Regions from separate parts of the Ovis aries genome. Here region 2 is linked to region 1. Evidence: chromatin contacts called from public Hi-C data. All regions are on one chromosome and are shown on one strand. Each heading gives the region's core, a stretch centred on a gene start, on an enhancer-like site or on the middle of the called end of the contact. The rest is flanking DNA. Distances are from core to core; before and after follow the strand shown.

Evidence for each region. A called contact is a pair of places that touch in the nucleus more often than the background predicts.
Region 2: a Hi-C map of liver shows a contact between it and region 1, with 2.9 times the contacts expected there. The contact joins the enhancer-like site here to the promoter of CORO2A in region 1. A contact is called at or near these places in 7 of 16 Hi-C or Micro-C datasets (blood, hypothalamus, liver and 3 more).

What each region holds. Positions count from the first base shown.
Region 1 is chr2:49,563,418-49,569,212 of ARS-UI_Ramb_v3.0, reverse strand. CORO2A (coronin 2A) reads right to left here and starts at 2,977. Exons shown (of 12, transcript XM_042243212.2): 1 at 2,724-2,977.
Region 2 is chr2:49,674,833-49,680,477 of ARS-UI_Ramb_v3.0, reverse strand. It overlaps NANS (N-acetylneuraminate synthase), which reads left to right. Exons shown (of 6, transcript XM_004005271.5): 2 at 445-660. Among named protein-coding and RNA genes, the nearest start is that of NANS, 5.5 kb to the left of the region's middle. Within about 2 kb of position 3,122, at least 20 of the 54 cell types and tissues checked have an H3K27ac peak or open chromatin away from gene starts, as enhancers often do. A contact at or near this core is called in liver, where this site is marked.

The DNA.
Region 1 (5,795 bases), core at 1,728-4,227:
TGTACTTTTTAAAAGAAATGCTTATTCAGCTGTAGTAAAACACCAAACACTTCTTTACCATAAGATAACTTCTTGTAAATAACAGCATTACACTCATCTCTCCTATAATTACTTCCTTAGGGGAAAGTCCTCAAAGTGGAAGGCTAGGGGCAAACGGAAGTTAGGACCATTTTCATGGACTTTTGGAACAAGCTGCCAGATTGCCCTGTAAAATTAAATGCTACTGGAGAATCCCTATAGCTTTACCAGCATAGAGTTTTATCCTTTTACATTTATTTCTGCTAATTTTGGAATAAATAGAGTACTTTCATTTACTATATGGTATGTGTTTTCAGACATACACACAAGGCCTGGAATAAAGATCTCTGGGCTTGGTTGCTTGTCTGCTGTGTGATCTTTGACAAGTCACATCCCCTCCAGGGACAGAGGATATCTATCTGTAAAATGACGGGGTTGAATGAGATGATTTTTTAAGATTCCTTTCAGCTTAGATATTTCATAATTCCATGGTGCATTTTAAAATTATTGGCCTAGGATGACTGTTTAATACCCAGGATCTGTCATACCTCTAAATCAAGGTCCAAACAGCTTGGACTAGTGGAACAGGAAAACAAAGCCCGGATTATACGCAGGTAGAGACGACAGGAGACACAGGGAGCACTTAAGCCTGTGCGAGGGAGCTACACTTGAGTGACAGGACAGATACTTAGTCTGCTTTTACGAGGGAATAATAACACTCATCTGTGGTCTAGCCTCAAGTCCCGTGCAGCTCCTCCATGGCCAGAAGGTAAGGTCGTGGTCACGCTACTTCAGCCTGAGAGTCCCAGACTTGCAGTCAAAGGTAGCTCACCCTCAGCAAGTGCTTGGCCAACCTCTGCTCACACACCTCTGAGGACCCAGCGGGCACCCCCTGCCCCAGCAGCCCTTTTTTTGGCTGTAAGAAAGCTCCCAGGTGAGGGACAGGTCTCGTGGGAGGACAAGGGAGACCAGAAGGCCCAGACCTGATGCTCTGAACCTGCTCCCTCAATCAGGGCGGGTGACAGGAGAGGATAAGGTCCGGAGAGAGGCTCCTCTGGCTCCTCTCACTCCAGACCTAAGGCAGCTGCTCACCTGCAGGTAAATCCTAAGGAAGTGGGTTGTGAACAAGCCCCAGGCTGACTACTGCCCCCTCTGGGGCAGACACCTCAGCTTCCTGGTCCCGCCTTGGCTCTCTTCAACTCCAACAGGAGAAACAATGTTGGATGTGGGGCTGTTTATCCCTGAGGTGAACTGGCTTAAGGGTCCAGATGACTACCCCAGGTTGGGAGGCAGGGAGGAGTCAGATGTTGTCTGTGTGCTCAGAGCAGGACTAGCAGATCCTAGCTCTGTTTGCAGCTAGTGAGATTCCCATAATAAGGGGTGTGCAACTGGGCAGTAAGACCTTCCAGAGGGGATCTGACCAAGGGGCTGGGCCAAATGCCAAGATTCTTCTTTACACAGAGAGTCTGGAGCCACACACAGTCCCTCCGACACCTGCTCTGTCCCAGACCCAACCCCACCCAGACATGGCTCTCCCGGTGCTGGAGCCCCTCTGGGGTCCATGCATGGACCTAGCCCTATCCCAGCAGGCTGGGACACCGAGCTGAGCGTCAGCACCTGGTGGGGAAAGGAAGGGAAGGGTATGGGGAGGGCAGGTTCCGCACCATTCCCTAAATCCAGGTGCTTGCACAGGTCTGGTCTAGGCAAGTCTGGGGCCAAGGCCCCCACTACCTCCAGCCCAGGGCTCCCGCCGCCCCAGACCGCGAGGTAGACTTGGCTGGCAGACTCTGATGGCTCCACCCTGCATGCCCAGGCCGGCTCCACAGGGACCTGGGGGGTGTCCGCTCCCCCTGCCTATTTCTCGTGCCCGGAAGCTGAGGTCCAGCAGGTTTCTCAGCCAGGAGAGGGTCGAGTACCACACGGGTCCCGCGAGGCACCCAGGCCGCTAGCGGGGGGCGGGAAGGAGGCTGACGGGCACGGCCAGCCACACCCAGCATGAGCTGCGCTCACTCCGGGTGGGCTGCGCAGACAGTGCCCATGCGGGCCCCGCGCCGTCGGGAGGCTGGAGCCTGAGGCGGCCCCTACTCTAACAGTCAGGCGAGGAACGTGCCACCACTGCGCCGGCTATTCCGATGGGGAAACTGAGGCCTGGAGAGGAGCAGTGCTTTGTGCAAGGTCACGCGGAGGGGCTGGAAGCCAGGTCCCCCGCGCCCCGCCGGGTCCCCCGCGGTGCGCCGAGCCCCAGCATCCCTCCCCATGCGCTGCAGCCCGGAGGCGCAGCGCGCACACATCGCACAAACCGGGAAGGTATGGCCGGCGGCCCGGGGCCGCCCTACCTTGATGACTGCCGCGCAGGTGGCGGTGGCGGTGGCGGCGGCGGCGGCGTCCAGCTCCGGCTCCGCGCTCTTAGCCGCCTCCGAGTCCCGGAGCCCAGCGCCGCCGCCTCCTCCTCCCCACCGAAGTCGGCGGGTGGGGCCGGTGGGCGGGGCAAGGGCTAGGCACATGCCCCGCCCTCGCGCCCCGCGAGTTCGGGGGCCACCCCTCCTTTCTCGAGCCCTTGTCCGCGCTCCTGGCCCCCGGGACTGGTCCCGGAGCGCGCACACGCGCGCAGAACGGGCGCGCACACCCGCGTGCACACGCCGCAGTGATTGGGGCGGGCTGCCCGGCTAACCGAGCCGAGGCTGGGGACAGTCATACTCGCCTACCTTCGCGCCCCGCCGCTCCCTCGCCGAATGGCTTGGAACAAGGGACTCGACCTTCCGGGAGCCTCAGTTACGCCCCTGATGAAAGGGAAGCAGTAACTGTGTCTGCCTCAGAGAGCTGTTTGAAAATTAGATGAGACGATCTAATTTACCTGCCTGGTGAAGTGCGTGCGCAGAGCCGACCTCGGGAGCAGCGCTCTGTGAACCTGGGCTGGTGGAGTAATTCCTTAGGCTTCTCAGTAAGCCTGCAGGAAGAGGGCGGGGAGGACCCGGAGGACGCCCTTCTTTCTCTCTGTGGCCAGGAGGGGGCGCTGCTGCCCGTTCCCGCCGGCTATGGGGTTTTGCACGCTAGGCACTGGGACAGAGATGGGGGTGGTCCAGCCTTTTAGGAATACCATCAGCTAGCACTTAATGAGCCAGGCACAGTTCTAGGCACCTTCAATGCATCACCATAGTTTACATCACACAAACCTATGAGGTTACCTGTTACTCATCTATTTTACACATGAGGAAGCTAAGGCACAGAGAGGTTAAGTAGTTTGCCTAAGATCACACAGGTAGTAATTCAACCCTAGGTAGAGTGGCTCCCAACCCCAAGCTTATAACTACACTACCACACCACCTCTCTTGAGAAGAGCTCTTTGTTTAGTGGTGTATCTCTAGGAGCTAGAACAGTACGTGGCTCAGTAACTGTTAATTCACCTCAACGTCTTAATTCGCATAGTGCCAGGGCCAGTAACTGGTGCACTCCCTTGCACTGTCACACATCTATGCCTTTGTTCACGCTGTCCCCTCTGCCTGGAGTTCTCTTCCCTCACCTCCTACTGTCCTTCCTTCCAAGGCCAGTACCAACGTCCCTCTCCGGGAAGTCTTCCCAGATTCCAGTGGGTGTGACCTCCCAGCGGTGTATCTGCCTCTTACCCCTCTGTGCCATGATAGTGGGTGGCTGGGACGGCGTTTGGGGACAGGCTGGTTGACAGAGGCCTTTCTGGGGGGCCTGGGCATATAGACCGGTGGGGAGGCCATTGGTGGGCTCTGCAATAGACACACCCTGGGACTCTCCCTAGAGATGCTGTGTAGGTGTGCTCCTCCTCCCCTGCCCCTTCCTTCCTCCTAACACTGATCCATCTGATGAAGACCGCCTGCCCAGTGGTCACGTTTGGTTGTGAGAGCTGAACTGTGAAGAAGGCAGAGCAGCAAAGAATTGATGGCTTCGAACGGTGGTGTTGGAGAAGACTCCTGAGAGTTACTTGGGCAGCAAGGAGAGCAAACCAGTCAATCTTAAGGGAAATCAACCCTGAATACTTGTTGGGAGGACTGATGCTGAAGCTGAGGCTCCAGTATTTTGGTCATCTGATGTGAACAGCTGACTCATTGGAAAAGTCCCTGATGCTGGGAAAGACTGAGGGCAGAAGGAGAGGGTGTTAGAGGATAAGATAGCTGGCTGGATAGCATCATGGATGCAATAGACGTGAACTTGTGAGGGACAGGGTGGCCGGGCATGCTGCAGTCCATGGCGAAGCAAAGAGTCGGACTCAACTGGGCAACTGAACATCAACATCTGCTGACTATCTGAAGTGCACACATGGGGAAACTGAGGCCAGAATGGGAATGACCTACCCAGGGGTCTCTAGCTAGGAAACACACAATAGGTCTGGTCCCAAAGTCTTCTATTGGGCCTTACTGCTGATTGAGATAGGCCAGAAATCCAACCCCTTCCTGTGTCAGCATGGCCTTTGTTCAATTTGCTGTGTGTTGGGACTTTCCTGGTGGTCCAGTGGTTAAGACTCTGTTCATCGAAGGCAGAGGGTGCAAGTTTCAACCGGTGGTTGGGGAACTAAGATCCTACCTGTTGTGTGGTGTAGCCCAAATTTCCTTTTTTAAAAATTAACCTGCCACATGTGGGTAAATGTCTTCTGGGTGACCAGAACCTGTGTATGTGTGCAGTGTGTGAGAGACAGTGGCAAGTTCTCCCCTATCTGCCCAGCATGGAGCTTTCTGTACAAGGTGGTCCTGTGCTCATGGCAGGTTGAGCTGAGGAAGGAGGGGACGTGCACCTCAGAGGATCAGGGTTAGGGGGAGGTTCTGAACACGCGGGAGAGCACCCTGAACATAGGCATCCTGTAGAAGTGAATGTGCATCTCCTACTTTAGGGTATGGATCTTCCACAGTGCCCCCCTGCTGTTTTGAGGAGCCCCTTTACTCTTAGGGATATTGCCCCGGGAAGGTTCCCTGGGTAACTCCTTTCCCTCACCTGTAGAATGGAGCGTGTCCTGATTGCTGGGGGCCTCGTGTCTGGGAGAGGGATGCTCTGAGCTGGGGGGCCCAACCCTGGGTAGAGAGGTGGGGCTGTGAGGGATCAGATCCTCCAGCCAGGAAGGCAGCAATCCCTGGGGGTGGTGGGGGCGACAGCTGTGGTGCGGGGCCAGGAACCTGACACTGGGGCTGGGCCCCAAATGCCTTTCAGGAAGAGCTGAGGGAGGGTGGGCAGGCTCCCAAGGAGCAGCAGCCGCCCCAGAGATTCTCGGAGTTCAACCCCACCCCCAACTCCCTGCTATAGCCTCCCTTGTCATGTAGATGGTTCTTCCTCCCATTTTCCTTTGCCTGGGGTATCCCCACCAGCCCTCACAGCTCAGGAGGCCATAGGCCAAGCTTGCCCTTTCTCCTGGGTTCTTGGGGGGAGGTGTTCTAGCTTGGAGGAGCTCTCTCTGGATTTTCCAGTTAGCAGCCTCTAAGGCTTAAGGATGGCTTAAAACACTTGTGGCTTTTGTGACTTTGGGCAAGTTGGTTAACCTCTCTGAGCCGTCTCATCTGTAAATCAAGCTCTGTCTGGAGTGAGTGGGTGCTCTAGGACAGGCAGTTCACATTCCTGGCTCTCGCTCCAGCTCCCCGATACCGGGCTGGAGGCCCCACTACTCAGTCCTTGTTGCCTGTGGTCCCCAATCCTGTTGCTGCACCACAACACCCATGCCCCACAACAGGCTCTGACCCAGCACTCAGGTGGTACTGTGGTGCAGCCAGGTAGGAACCAGAGGTGACAGTGCTGGGTCAGTTGCATAGTACCACCCCTCCCAG
Region 2 (5,645 bases), core at 1,873-4,372, 110 kb before region 1:
CCCCTCTCCGCAGCCTTTATTCTTCTTTTGAGACTTCCTTGCTTCTGTTTCTCTTCTTTGGGAGTTCTTAAGAACTCTGTCATTAGATGTTGGCATTTGTTTGTTTGTTAAATATTTGTTTATTTACTTATTTGTTTGGCTGCATCAGGTCGTAGTTGCTGAGCCTGAGTGAGAGAGTGAGTGGTCTTAGTTGTGGCATGCAGGATCTTTTAGTTTTGAGGTATGCAGAATCTTTAGTTGCGGTATGTGGGATCTGGTTCCCCGACCGGGGATTGAACCCTGGTTCCCTGCATCTGGAGCATGGAGTCTTAGCCACTGGACCGGCAGGGAAGTCCCCTTGATGTTATTTTTAAAGATAATGGTTCAATAGCAGTTGCCCCAACATTTCTCTTCTCTCTGAGAGCCCGTGACCGAAAATTAAAGGAATCCTAATATGTGTTGCAGGAGTGTGGGGCTGACTGTGCCAAGTTCCAGAAGAGTGAGCTGGAGTATAAGTTTAATCGGAAAGCCTTGGAGAGGCCGTACACCTCGAAGCATTCCTGGGGGAAGACATACGGGGAGCACAAACGCCACCTGGAGTTCAGCCACGCCCAGTACAAGGAGCTGCAGAAATATGCTGAGGAGGTTGGCATCTTCTTCACTGCCTCTGGAATGGATGAGGTGAGCCCTCTGCCATTTTAGCAGACCTAGGGGACAACAGGTGGCCTGGTGTCTTGGTGTCTTTGACTTCAAGCCAGCTGCAGGCCTTGCTCACTTTACACTGTTCTGTTTTCTGAGCTAGAGTTCCCCATAACGTTGACCAGGTAAATGTCCAACTAAACAGGAGGCCAGGGGGATTGGTGGCCCAGTGAGATTTGGAGGAAAGAGAATATGGTTTTCAAAACAGGCTGACTCTGGGAGTAGGGGGCAACCACCCTGGCAACCCAGAGTCCCTCAAGCCCCTGGCGGATCCCACTGGGCCAGTTTGCTCCCCGTGGCCTAGACTCAGAATCAGGAAACTGCAGTCCTAACAGGGTCCTCCTGCTGGGGCGACACTGCATCTCGCAGAAGGGAGTGGCTCCCCGGGTGGCCGTGCCCGCATCCTGGAAGAGTCCAGCTGGTGCCAGGTCTCAGGTTCCATCTGCTCTGTGACCTGCCTCAAGACTCCTTCATGGGCTCTTTTTTCAAATATAAAAAAATTTAGTTATAAAAATAATGTCACAGAAGGTTTAGAAAACAGGAAAAAAGGAAGAAAAACTGACTCATAATCTCTACCTAGCAGCTCCTTGTACATATTTCCTCCTGAACTTGTTTTATATACCTGGTTGTTATATTTGTGAATGTTTAGTTCTGTGTTTAGTTCTGGTTAATATTATACCACAGCTTTTACCCATATCCTGGTTTTCTTTCTCAGATTTATTGAGCTATAATTGACATGTAACTCTCCATATCTTTTGCTGAAAGTTATTAATGGTGGTGTAGTATTTCTTTTGAGGACTTATAATATATGTGACCATTTCTTTATGTTTGAACATGAGGTTACTTTCAGCTTTTTGTGCTTTTAAATGATGCTGAGATGACCATCTTTCCGTGTTTTGAGTTTCCTTAGGATAACTTTGCAGAAACGGATCAGTAGACAAAACTTAACATTTTTAAGGCTTTTGGATTGTGATTCTTTTAGTCAGCTAGGGTATTTGAAGAGACTCCAGTTCCTTCTGTAGGCCTCTGACCTCTTGTGTTACTGTTCTAACCCTAGGCTGTGTCTGTAAATTAAGTCAAAAGAAGCATCACTCTAGTCTAGACCATTAGTAGATTAAAAAAGGAGGGGAAGCAAAGAACCTAGATGTCTGGGAAACTTGACAAGTTCAGGGATCAGTTCCGTAGCCCAGATTCATTCTTTAATTGACAGCACATTCATAAGCATGACATTCTTCAGATCTAGTTGTTCATCTAATAATCATAATTTCCTACATCTGAATTCGATGTTATAGTTTATGAAGCATCTTCATTTACAGTAACATATTTTATCCCTGCTATATCCCATTTTACAGATGAAGAAACAGAGGCTCCAGGGGCTAGAAAGTCTATGCGATGTCGCACAGTTGGGAAATGGGTCTTGAGGGCAGATCTGACACCTTTCTGGGGTTCCCCAGCAGCCACCCAGGTGCCTGTCCAGGCATGTACAGCTTCCCAGAGCTCAGCAGAGCCTTTGGGCATCCCCCTGTTCTTCACCGCCCTCCATGTTGGTGGCTGGAGAGTCTTGGACCTACGTTGCCCCCAGGACAAGGGGACTGATTTTTTCTCTTTTCTTTGGCCTCATCATGTGGCTTGCAGGATCTCATTTCCCACCAGGGACTGAACCCGAGCCAAGGCAGTGAAAGCACCAAATTCTTATCACTAGACTACCAGGGAATTCCCAGGGATAGATTTTTTTTAAAAAACAGCTTTATTGACACATCATACAATTCACTCAATTAATTTTAGAGCATTTTTATCGCCCCAAAAGGAAGCCCTGTGCCCGTTAGCAGTCATCCCTCAATTCCTTCAATTCTCCCAGCCCCAGGCAACTTCTAATCTGCTGTCTGTCTCTATAGATTTGCCTTTTCTGGGCATTGTATATAAAAAGAATCAGACAGTATGTGGTCCTTTGGGTATATATATATTTTTATGGAAACTCAGTGTTTAACTTCTTTGAGGAACTGCCGGACATTTTGAAAGTGGCTGCACCATGTTACGTTCCGCCAGCAATGTATGAGGTTTTGGCCTCTCATTCCTGGTAAGTCCGGGTGGAGGTTATGTACCTTCTTTGTGCTTCTGTGTCTTCAGCTGAACTCACCTCGCAGGGTTGTCGTGAGGATTAAATGTGATCACCCGCAGAAGGCGCAGCACACAGCCAGCGCTCAGCGACATTAGTTACAGTTGAGGAAGCAGCCCGGGCTGAGGGTCAGGAAATCCAGGTCCTTGCCCTGCTCTGCTGAGTTCATTTCCATGTGAGCTTTTCGAGTCGCTTCCCCGCTCTGGGGCCTCCATTTCCCTTCGTGTGTGAAGACGCTGCCCTCCAAAGGCTCTCCCTGCTCCTTTGTCCCGAGCCAGCATAGACTCTGGCAGGGTCACTAAGGTGACTTGGACCTGGAATGAGGACTTTCCTGTTCAGACTGTTTCCAGACACCTGAGCTCCCGGATGTGGGCTCTGAAGGGAGTGCCTGGCGTCTGCTTGCAGCTGGGCAGCCGCGGCTCAGGAAGTCACTTCTTTAGGTCTTTTCGCTGCCAGGTGGCTTTGAGGTTAGGAGTCAGGAGCACACAGGGGAAGGAGAGGAGTCTGGGTGTTGGTGGCTGGGGCCGCCTGGTTTCCCAGGAAGCAGTTTGGTGTGTAAATATGAGCTCTGCAGCCACACTCAGGTGCTGACACTGTCACTTGCTCTGTGAGCTTGGGCTGGTCACATAACCTTTGAGCCACAGGTGTCCATCTGTGACAATGAGGTAATCAAGATGCCCACCCCACAGCTACAGTGAGGACCTGGTGAGATGAACCTGGGGGCTTGCAAGATTTGTATCCACTGACTGACAGCTGTTCTGTTGCTTAGAATCCTTTTCTCTGCTTCACACTTAACGGGGCAGGGAGTCTTCTCTGTCTTAGGAATGCCATTTGCTCCCCACTGGTGTCCTGACAGACCAAGGCACAGGCAGTGAGGAGAAATGTATTCTTTTTTTTTTTTTAGATTTATTTATTTTTGCTGTGCTGGGTCTTTGTTGATGTGCACGGGCTTTCTCTAGTTGTGGAAAGCAGGGGCTACTCTTCAAGGGCTTCCCATTGCGGCATTCTTAAGAGCCTTTGCAAGAGTGCCATTTGCTTTGCCCGCCAGGTCCCTTTTTGCTGAACCAGCAAGTCCTGTCTACCCGGCTGTTCGGGGTGGGTTGGTCGCTTGTTCCGTGTTTGTCTAGCAAGCAGCTCTGAGAACTCACCCCTTGACTTCCTCTGGGCAGTAGGCATGTACTGAGTGCCAGCTTTCTCCACTCTGTGTGCTCTCCTAGGGCGTTCTTTGTGTGCTGAGGAAAGGTTAAGGCATGGTGGAACTTTATGAAGACCAAGAAAATACCAGGGCACCTGGTCAGAAGCTGCACAGAGGCCTGTGGAACTCGACTGAAATGAGCAGAGTGCCTTTGGTTGAAGTGGAGTTTTGTTGAGAAAGCAAATGGGAGCCATGACGTAGAGGCGGCCTTTGGAGGACCCAATCCAACAGAGCCACCCTTCCCTCCTCGTGCCTGCCTCCACAGTGCCTGCCCTCATTCCTCCAACACCCCTGCTCCAGAGCACCCCTGCCTGTGTTGTGGTATACTCTGACTAGGCTGAGGGCAGGCAAGGCCTTTTTGGCTCCATGCATCCCCGCCCTCCATCCTTTCCTCAGCCTGAGCAAGCCCTCCGGCACCTGTTCTCCCAGCTCATTGTCATAGATCCGGAAATCAAGGGGAGTGGAAGCAGCTTTAGAAAAACCCCATCCCCACTCCTGTCTTTTCTGTTACCCCTTAAATTAGCAGGCTCCCAGATTTCTCATGGGATACATTGTGGAAAGGGGGTTCCTCATTAATTCATTAATTTAGAGTCAAAGTCCCTTCCCCAAATAAACAAGGGTTCTGTGCTGAATACGTGTGGGAAACACTAGGAGTAAAACAGCTAGAGGAGTGTATTCACTAGGACCCTCCAAGGTGAGGTCTTACAGTGCAGTGTTTCACCCAAACCAGTTTGCTGGTAGGACCCTTTGCTCTGTGTGTAACCCCTGGATGCCTAGGGAGGGCCATACTCGATTGAGTTCCTTTCATACAGGCTCAGAAGCCTTTGTGATGTGGGGCAGAGGAGAGAAGTTATGAGGCTGCCTGGCTGCGTTGTATCGATATCCCGTAGATGGAAGGGGGACTGAAAGCAGCATAGAGAGAGGAAGCCAGGAAGTCCACAGAGAGAAAAGCAGCCACTGGCGCTGACCCAGCCTGACGAGGCCTGGGCCCAGTAATACTGCCTCAGCATGGAAGGCGAGCATCTTCCAGGTAACTACTGAAACCGGCACCCTTTGCAGAAATTAATCCAAAATGGCAGTTTTCTAAGTGGCCACTAGGTGGGGCTGGCTCCCTAGGAAGGTTGCAAGAAACCAGCTTTGCCAACTGGAATTTACCCCTTTGCTCGCTTCAAAATTGTAGAGCTCCATGTATATTTTCCTGGAGAAGGAAATGGCAACCCACTCCAGTATTTTTGCCTGGAAAGTCCCATGGACAGGCAGGCTACAGCCTACGGGGTTGCAAAGAGTCGGACACAACTGAGTGACTTCACTTTATGTAGATTTTATAATCAGCATAGGTAAGCTTTTGCAAAGCATTTTCCCTACATTTGGCCCCTCCTTGCCCCTGCGTGCCCTGCACCTCTCTTGATTGGGCTCATTCATCTCCTTATGCCCCTGGGGACTCTGATCATGAGCCATGCTCTCACAAAGTGGAGCATTAGAGATGAAATTTTGCATAGGATTTTCCCTCTTAAAATAGAAAACACTCTGTTCATCTGCCAGATAGAGTCGGGAGGGTGGAGACACTAGACTTTATTCAATAAATATGTTTAAAACAAGTGCTTTTCAGTTTCATCTTAGGGCTGGTTAATAGTATGAGAGACACATACACAGGAG